Regions from separate parts of the Triticum aestivum genome. Here region 1 is linked to region 2. The links are chromatin contacts, called in public Hi-C maps. All regions are on one chromosome and are shown on one strand. The core of a region is the stretch at or near the end of the contact, and the rest is flanking DNA. Distances in the headings are between cores, read along the strand shown.

Region 1 (5,100 bases), core at 2,397-4,896, 310 kb before region 2:
GTGTTGATGTAGAAGCCCTCCGTCATCAATTCCCCCTCTGGCGGAGCGCCGGAAAAGGCCCCAAGATGGGATCTCACGGGTACAGAAGGTTGCGGCGGTGGAAATAGGGTTTCGTGGTGCTCCTGGATGTTTTCGGGGTATATGGATATATATAGGAGGAAGAAGTAGGTCAATGGAGCTGCGAGGGGCCCACGAGGGTGGGGGGCGCGCCCAGGGGGGCAGGCGCTCCTCCCTGCCTCGTGGCCTCCTTGCTTCTTTCTTGACGTCCACTCCAAGTCCCCTGGATCACGTTTGTTCCAAAAATAACTCCCCCGAAGGTTTCATTCCGTTTGGACTCCGTTTGATATTCCTTTTCTGCGAAACACTGAAATAGGCAAAAAAACAGCAATTTGCACTGGGCCTTCGGTTAATAGGTTAGTCCCAAAAATAATACAAAAGTGCTTATTAAAGCCCATTAAACATCCTAAACAGATAATATAATAGCATGGAACAATCAAAAATTATAGATACGTTGGAGACGTATCAAGTTTCAGCTCATTTGGAGTTGTGCAGAATATGTGGCTTGACATAGCTCTTTCAGGTCCAGAATTCCACCTGCCGGTATTCTCCCTCTTTCTGTGAACCTTGCATATTATGAGAGAAAAGGCATTAGAATTACTCCAAAAGGCATTATTATACATAAAAACAATATAAATAACAGTAATAGAACATGATGCAAAATGGACGTATCACGGAATCGCTCCGCCAGAAGGCAAAAGTGCTCCTTCCCAAGTTCCACCTCGAGACGGCGACGCTTCGTCCCGGAAGTCATCTCCTTATTTTTTTCTAGGTCAAAATGACTGATATACCAGAAGAGGGGCACCGTAGGTGGGCCGAGGAGGGCACAACCCACCAAGGCAAGCCTAGGCTCCCTGGCGCCCAGGTGGGTTGTGCCCACCTGGTGGGCCCCCTCTGGTAGTTATTTCTCCAATATTTATTATATATTTCAAAACATTTCTCCGTAAATTTTCAGCTCATTTGGAGATGTGCAGAATAGGTAGCTCTGACGTAGCTTTTTCGGGTCCAGAATTCTAGCTGCCAGCATTCTCCCTCTTTGTGTAAACCTTGCATATTATGAGAGAGAAGGCATTAGAATTACTCCCAAAAGCATTATTATGCATAAAAACATAGTAAACAACAGTATGAAAACATGATGCAAAATGGACGTATCAGTCAAGCAGTCGCCAGAGTAGTTCCGCCGCTTACCTCGTCGTCGAAGTGGATCTGCGCCGGAGGAAAAGCTTGAGAGGGGGGAAATGGTGGCGGGAGTTTTGCCGCGGCGGTCACCCTCGATATATAGGGTGACCGAATCGGTGGGCGGTGACTCGAATTCATCCCGCCACTTTTTTTGGAGATGCGCCATCGCTCCCGCCATCACCCTCCCTTGCGCGGGCGGCGTTCCCCTCCCCTGCATCGCTCGAGCCTGGCTCGCTGGAAACAGCCGATTCGGCCGTTCCTAGAGGGCCTGGCTGAGGGGTGCTTTGAGGTTCGTGCTATGCGGGCCAAACAGTAAACACATGCATCCAAACATCCCATTTTCGTCCGTGCTGGTCTGGCCCGACCTAATGCAGCTTACCAAACACACCCTTGATGTGCGGCATGGCGACTCGGATGAGATGATTGGCCATATGATTGTCGCTCCGTCTCACCTATGGCCATGAGGTGTGGGCCTGGGTTCTACAACGAATAGGAGTGCAACAACTTGCCTCAATCGAGGCAAACATTCCATCTTGTCTTAATGGACCGTGGCTAGCGCCTGGGTGCGAAGCTTGCCTTAGGGGAGGGTTCTCTATTGCCTTATGCGTGCTCTGCTCTATCTTGATGGAAAGAAATCACATAAACTTTAGGAGAAAGTCGCAACATAAGTTCATGATTACCAATGGCTTTAAGGATGTTGGTTGTCGTCGGAACCTACATCATCTCCAAATGATAGCTTGAATGTGTTGGTTTCAGCGTGAATAGGGTTTTAGGATGTTGTGCGTAACTAGGGTCATCACTTGTAATGCTCTTGCAACAAAGAAACCTCTTCTGTATTGTAATATATACACAACCATATGTTGGCCCATCCTAGCCAAACGGTTCCATCTTCTCGCGGTGGAGAGAAGCCAGCACCAGGCGTGGTGACCGCCTTAGGAAAGTGTTCAACTCTATTACCCTATGCATGCTTCGTTCTATTTGGTTGGAGAAAAACCGCACAACCTTAAAATCACAAGTCACAAGCTACCCTCACGACGACCGACGACATTGACATCGGTTGCGACGACTGAAATCTTCTAGCAATTAATATGCATAATTATGCGGCAAATAAAATCAGATGCGGAAACACTTTACTCGTTGGCGTTCGCGTGATTTGTGTGGGACCGACCAACTGTAGTTAGGGAGATCTTGTGCGGAAACCATGAGCGTTGCTGAGGTTTAAGATGTGTGCATGAACCGCATCGTTGAATCGTTGTTGGACATGTGATCATTTGACCGAGCACTGCCCCACCAGTCATTGTCTTTGCTCATATCGTCGGGTGGATGAGTTGATTGACAATATGCTCGTCGCCCCTTCTCACCTATGCCCATGAGGCATGGGCCTATGTTCTACAACGAATAGGAGTGCATTGGTTGCTATTGAAAGCTTGTAGGCATTAAAGATTATGTGCGTGACTACGATCGTACCCTATAATGCTCTTGCAACAAAAGATCTCTTACATATCTTAATACATACACACATATATTCATAGCCCCCCGCCCTCTCTATCTTTCCCTCTCTCTTTGAAAAACACATCTAATGAAAAGAAGATACGTCGTACAATAGAGAACACTGAACTCTTAGACGTGGTCATTGTGGGAGGCCATCTATTTTCGCAGCAAAAAGACAAACCCTATGAAAATCGTACACATAAATCTAAGAGATGGTCAAACCATTGTGGATATCCAATGCATTCTGCATACCCCATCTTCAAATCTCAAAACCGCGTGATTTTCTCAAATGGGTAAGCATGCAAATACCTTTTTGTTGTTGTTGAGAAAAGCATGCAAATAGCTGGATAATTCATTGATCAAATTACCTACTTCCCAAAACAGGGTTCTACCCTCGCACATTACAGCCTATCCTTACGCGGTTATTACAGCCAATAGAGAAAAAAACTTCCGTATTCGCCTGTACCCAATCATGTCTTGCACAAACAAGAACAAAAAAACGAACACGGATGCGGGGCCCTGAAACGGACGGCTGGGATGGTGCGCGGTCCAACCAGGCTCCCACGCATGGCCACCCGGTGTCCCGGTCCACGATAAGGCCCAAGGACCGGGTGCACGCCGTCGCCGCGCATCCCGAGGCCATCCGCCGCGGCGAGCGACGTCCCCGTGCGCCGAATCGCGGCGCAGCCCATCTCTGCGGAGGGAGCGAGCGCGCGGTCCACACGCGCCCCCGTAGGCCGGGTCGAGTCGAGCCACCTCCTATAAAGCGAGGCTGACCTTAACTAACTGCTGCCACCACCTTGTCGGATCTGCGCCCGTACCCGCTAATCCGCCGCCACGTCACCCTGCCCGCCCCTGGGCGCTGTTGGTTACGGGTACCCTCGGCCGCTTCTTCTCCGGGGGTATTTATAGGCGCGCCCCCGAGAGAGAAGCGCTCCCCACAATCCCAAGCCGATTTAGAACAGGCAGGGCGTCCGTCGAACACTTTGACGCCATTACAAAAAGCTTGGGCGGAGAGAGCGCCACGCATCACACGGGCCGGGAATCGAGAGGGAGGGAGAGATAGCCGGTGGTTAGTGCGTTGAGTGGTACCCTGGCGATCGCGGGAGGGATGACGACACCGGCGGCGGGGGCCCCGGGGTCACCGGTGGCGGCGCCGGATCAGGTGGCGGCCAGGGACGCCGTGATCGGGTGGTACCGCGGCGAGTTCGCGGCCGCCAACGCCGTGATCGACGCGCTGTGCGGCCACCTCGCGCAGATCGGCGGGGCCGACTACGACGCCGTCTTCGCCGCGCTCCACCGCCGCCGCCTCAACTGGTTCCCCGTCCTCCACATGCAGAAGTTCTACTCCGTCGCCGACGTCGCCGCCGAGCTGCGTCGCGTCTCCGGCGCCCGCGCCGCCGCGGCCGCCGCCTACTCCGAGGAGGAGGCCGCGTCCACGGTGATCCACGAGCCCATGGACGAGCTCGTCGTCACCGTCGCCGCGGAGCCGGACCCCGAGCCCGAGCGCGAGCACGAGCCGATACCGGAGGCGCAGCCCGATGTCTCCGTCCACCCCGTCGACGCGGACCGCGAGCCGGAGGCGGACGGCGAAGATTCCTCGGGAGATTCGTCGGAGCGGAAGGCGGCCTCCACGGAAGACGACGCCGCCCACGACGGACGTAAGTACAATCATCTCTATTAATTTTTTTTTGCGAGTGATATCTATTAATTAATCCTCGTGTGCGCGTAGTGTTATTTACCCTTTTTTTCCCTTAAGATTTCCCTTTCCGGACGCATTTGAAATTTTCCGTTAGTTTCAATCTGTCTGTCGAACCGATCTCCCGTTTTGGCCCTCGCTCCGCATACGGTTGGATCTGGTCGTTTCACCCGTGGTTTCTTCCGCAAGCTTTTCCCACTTGAATATCTCCTGTTTTATTGGGGCCTAATAACCAAAAAAGGGTCCGAATTAGGCTTCCAAATGACGTTTTCTTTATGGCTAAAGCGGCATCGTTAATAATAGTATTCACGCCAGTTCGACGAACCAACACGTACCGGGCCCATTACGTCTGGTGGTTAGGGGGAAAAACTGGGGCGAGAGAGCCAATAATTTCCCGTGCAGCCCCACCATCGGCGGAGTTATTCAGCCCTCGTTGGGAGGATCGGACGGCGGAGACAGCCTCGGCCGGTCAATCCTGGCCACCCGTGGCGGCGGCGGCGGCCCGTGAAACGGCATCACGAGGTCGCTGGAACTGCAAAACCCTACGGCTTTTCTCCAGACGCCGTCCCCCGCTCTCTGTCCGTGCGCAAACTTTATTTCCGGCTCGCCTGCACGCACCCTCCTCGCTCGGCCACCCTTTTGGGAAAGTACTGACCAGTACGGCCGCTACCCGC
Region 2 (4,629 bases), core at 1,343-3,842:
AACACATTTTTTAAATGTCATGATACATTTATTTTTTAAACATGTTAACTTTTTTGAAATGTCACATACATTTTTTGAATGATAAGAAACGTTTTTCTTGAAGCACATGAACTTTTTTCGCACTGTATAGAGTTTTCTTTAAAATGACACAAACATTTTTTGAAACATGTGAGCATTTTTTAAATGTCACACTTTTTTTAATTATGTGAACGTTCTTTTATATTGTATAACAGTTTTGCTAAGTCTTAGTCGACTTCGACTTCGGTATGTCTCAGTCGATGGTATATTTCTTTGATCTTGCATGAAGATTCGTACACATTTTCTTTCTTTTCAGTTTAATTTTTCTTCTTCTTATACTATGTCACTTGACTGAGACTTGGTTAAGTCTCCTCAACTAAGACCTAGCCACACCCATTGTATAAACATTTTCTAAACGCGCTGTGAATGTGTTTAAATCTAAGCAAAATAGTGTCAATTTTATAAATATAACCAAATAAAAGTAATAAAAAAAGAAAAACATGTGCTGGGCCGGCTCTGGAGGCAAGAGCTCCCTTCGGGGTCGCTACAAGCGACATATAGTAAAAAATATATCGTCTGGGTGTAGGCGTGGCCGTGACAGTGTCCTGTGCTCCTTGAGCATCTTCGCCGCCCAACGCGCGGCGTGCTAAAAAAGCGTCTGCAGCGCGTTGATCGTCTATTTTTCACCGCCGCTTGAACATTGTGGAAATCAAGATTTATCTTACCTTCCGGTTTTTTCAATGGCTTCACAAATGTTTGCCACTTCGGGTAGATGTCATCTGCAAGATAGTAGCCATAGTTGTATGTACGGTCATTTGCTACAAACTGCACCGGTGGCAGTTCACCATTTGCAATCTTATTCATCAGTGGTGACCGATTAACAACGTTGATGTCATTCAAAGATCCAGGCATTCCATAAAAAGCATGCCAAATCCAAGTCTCTTGATCGCTTCAAGGATTATAGTGGAACCTTTTTTTTGGCCATGGAATTGGCCATGCCATGCCTTAGGACAATTCTTCCAACTACAATGCATGCAATCTATTGAGCCAAGTATAGCTGGGAAGCCGCGAGCTTTGTTCATTTCCAATAGCCTTGCGGCGTCTTCAGCATTGGGAGATCTCAAATATTCCTAGCCAAACACTTGCATAATTCCGACTGCGAAGCGCTTGACACACATGATGGCTTGACTCTCACCCATGGCCAAGTGATCATCAACTAGATCAGCTGGGATACCGTATGACAACATACGCAAAGCGGTTGTCACCTTCTGAAAGGTGCTATGCCCGAGCTCTCCGGCGGCATTCCAACTTTGCTGAAAAAACCGGTCATGGCTCGCTAGTTCCTCTGCAATGCGTCTGAACAACTCGGTGCTCATCCTAAGCCGGCGCCGGAAGTACGACTGGGGGTACACGGGATTATCCGCAAAATAGTGCCTGATCAATCTGTTGTGGGCATCGATCCTATGCCTCCAAATTTTCTGCCGACCCATAACCGAACCACTGTGCTTCGGTTTTTTATTGATGTGCATAGTTAGGATCATTGCAAGATCCTCCTCTTCTTCCATATCAAATTCTTCTTAGGAAGAATCATATGACGAACTCATCTACAATGTTCAATTTAAAATAGGCTATAAAAACTACAAACAACATGCACCAAATTCATGTAAAAAATGTGAAGTTGAAGCAATACATACCTTGCAAGCGTTCTGTCGAACACCTTGCGGGCGCCGAGCGGCAGTGGACGGCCGGGCACTGTTGTCGAAGGACTGCCGCGCGCGAGGGGCGGCGGTGACTAGAGGGAAACGGAGGAAGCAGCGGCGGCGCGGGGATAGGCCGAGAAAGCGCCGGAACGGTTGCCGAAAGAATGGGATGGCGCGGGCGGCGGCGGCGGGAGCGGCTGAATGGGGTAGGTGGAAGTTGTGAACGGGCGCTCGAGTGTCCAGCGCGCGGGAGCGCGCGCAGCAAATAAACAGCGGCGATGGCATTTCGACCCGCGCGCTGAACTAGTTATGTCGCACGCGCGGTTTTTGCGCCTCCACTGAAGCGCCCGGAGTGGTAGCGTGCGTAAAACCATTAATTTTTCAGGGCGGCGTTTATATATCACGTGTGTTGGAGATGCTCTTACGCCGATGGAGCGCAGGGAGATGCGTTTGCTCCCCTGCGACTGGAGAAAATAACGAGGATATCGATGGTGAGGCTTGACTGATGTGGTGATGCCTCCTGGAGGTGTCGATCGATGATCAATCGAAGCAGGTCTGTTCTGCTAGCTTCTCTGTGCTGAGCGGCCCTAACTCAAATCTTTAGTCTCTGTTTGCTGCTCGCATTTGCGTCGCTTCTTTGCTTATTGGTTATTGGTTATCTTTGGATCTTTTCATTTCCGTTCACCATCTCTCTAGTCTGTAGACACAAACAGCAGAGAAAACCCATAGCTACGCAAACTGCGAACTCCATCGCATCGTGATAGGGACAGACATGTCCGGGCGTCCACGCTGGCGCCCGCCTTATCCGGCTCCGGAATCCCAGCCACCCAATCACGATCCGACTCGAGTGACGCCGCTCGCACAAACAAAATGGACGCGGCAGAGCAACTCCGGCGTGATCTCAGCCCCGCACAACCCCCAAAACCTCCCGCTCCGCGTCCGCGGCCATGGAGACCCTCCTCTCCCCCTCCGCATTGCTCGGCCCGCTCCGGGTCTCCAGGAAGCCAGCGGCCCCCGCCGCCGTCCCCTGCAGCAGGCCCGCCGTCTCCTGCTCGCTCAAGAAGCAGGCGCAGGCGCAGGCGGGCGTCGCCTGGCGCGGAGACGGCGACGGCGGCGTCGGGAGCTGGGCGTCGTTCTTGCACCACGGCCTCGCCGCCGCGGCGCTGTCCCTGGCCCTCACCCTGTCGCCCGCGCCCGCGCCGGCCGCGGCGTCGGAGTTCGACGTGCTCAACGACGGGCCGCCGGCAGACACGTACGTGGTGGACGACGCCGGCGTGCTCAGCCGCGTGACCAAGTCCGACGTGAAGCGCCTCGCCCGCGACCTCGAGGCCCGCAAGAACATCCGGATCAACTTCGTCACCGTCCGCAAGCTCACGGTACGTGTACTGTCTGGTCTCGATCAGTAAGCAGCTCGTCGCCGGCGGCCGGCTAAGCTAGCTCACTCATGCTCTCGCATTGGGTACGTGTATCTGTGCAGAGCAAAGCCGACGCGTTCGAGTACGCGGACCAAGTGCTGGAGAAGTGGTACCCGACGGTGGAGGACGGCAGCAACAAGGGGATCGTGGTGCTGGTCACCAGCCAGAAGGAGGGCGCCATCACCGGCGGCCCGGCCTTCGTGCAGGCCGTCGGCGACGCCATCCTCGACGCCACCGTCTCCGAGAACCTCCCAGGTACGTAATTACCTTCCCCTTGCCCCTAATGGCCGTCAAATGCTACGATGTTCATCACTACGGCCGCGACGGAGCATGAGCGTTTGATATGCTCGCATGCATTGCAGTGCTGGCGACGGACGAGAAGTACAACGAGGCCATCTTCTCGACGGCGAAGCGGCTGGTGGCGGCGATCGACGGGCTGCCGGACCCGGGCGGGCCGGCGTTCCAGGAGAGCAAGCGGGAGTCCAACTTCAAGAGCAAGGAGGAGACGGAAGAGAAGCGCGGCCAGTTCACGCTCGTCGTGGGCGGCCTGCTCGTCATCGCCTTCGTCGTGCCCATGGCGCAGTACTACGCCTACATCTCCAAGAAGTGATCCAGCAGCGTGCAGTGTACAGTACAGTAATTTTTGATATTCCCCCAGTTTTCTGCTCGAATTTTAGAAGTGAACAGAGAGAGATCAATGCAAGCGCACCCGCGCTCGTGTGCAATGTTTGCCTGTTTGGAACTAGGAAATTTTACAGAGCACACACTTCAGTTCCCGCAGGATTCGGAAAAAGAAAATCTCACCCAAACAGGACGTATTAATTCTTCTTACGATAGCTCAACTGGATAATGTGATTACTGGTGATTAATCTGGATGCAAATCTACTCTTTCTTGCCAAGATTCTTTAGTAGCTTCAATTGCTTGCAAAATGTGAAGCAAAAACTTGCATGCTACAACGAAATTTCGAGTAATTTTGCATACAGAGAGAACAGGGAAGAACATGGTTTAAACTAATGAAAAAAGAAGCTATATGTGATTATTGACATGTGATAAATAATACATCTGTTGTGGTCAATACAACATTACATTGGTTTACTAATTCAGTTGTGGGAATAAATACCCGCTCATTAGAACCTCGGTTTTATAAGGAATGGCATCTTGTCGACGAACGGAGGATCTGAGTACTTCCCGGTCAGAATCTGCGATGTAACGTGGAAATTTGCAGCTTCCGTGTAATGTATTCCATCCCAGTTGACATACTCAGTGCTGTCACTGCATCCTTTCGCGGTTACGAGATTACCGTTAACAGATTTCGTCTGTCCACACGGCACTCGGCCATCATAATTCAGGGGTGGTCCTCCGTATCCACAGCATGCTTCGGTGGGACTTTCAAATCCTGTAAAAGTTTGAAAGTGGGAATTTAAAAAACATTACTTCTATAATCGTTAAGAATATTACTGCGTTGATATTCCGACGATGAGGTATCATGAAAACT

The links. Hi-C and Micro-C count contacts between places; a contact is called where the count stands out from the background.
Region 1: a contact with region 2 is called in a Hi-C map of leaf, with 7 times the contacts expected there. The contact joins the promoter of LOC123181949 here to the promoter of LOC123181948 in region 2. A contact is called at or near these places in 2 of 5 Hi-C or Micro-C datasets (both in leaf).

The regions. Positions count from the first base shown.
Region 1 is chr1D:345,402,567-345,407,666 of IWGSC CS RefSeq v2.1, reverse strand. It overlaps LOC123181949 (RNA demethylase ALKBH10B), which reads left to right and starts at 3,646. Exons shown (of 7, transcript XM_044594371.1): 1 at 3,646-4,388. The coding sequence starts at 3,839.
Region 2 is chr1D:345,095,371-345,099,999 of IWGSC CS RefSeq v2.1, reverse strand. It overlaps LOC123181948 (UPF0603 protein OsI_019212, chloroplastic), which reads left to right and starts at 2,592. Exons shown (of 3, transcript XM_044594370.1): 1 at 2,592-3,094; 2 at 3,196-3,388; 3 at 3,496-4,032. The coding sequence starts at 2,666. The coding sequence ends at 3,743. LOC123181947 (GDSL esterase/lipase At1g54790) reads right to left here. Exons shown (of 5, transcript XM_044594369.1): 5 at 4,146-4,530. The coding sequence ends at 4,262.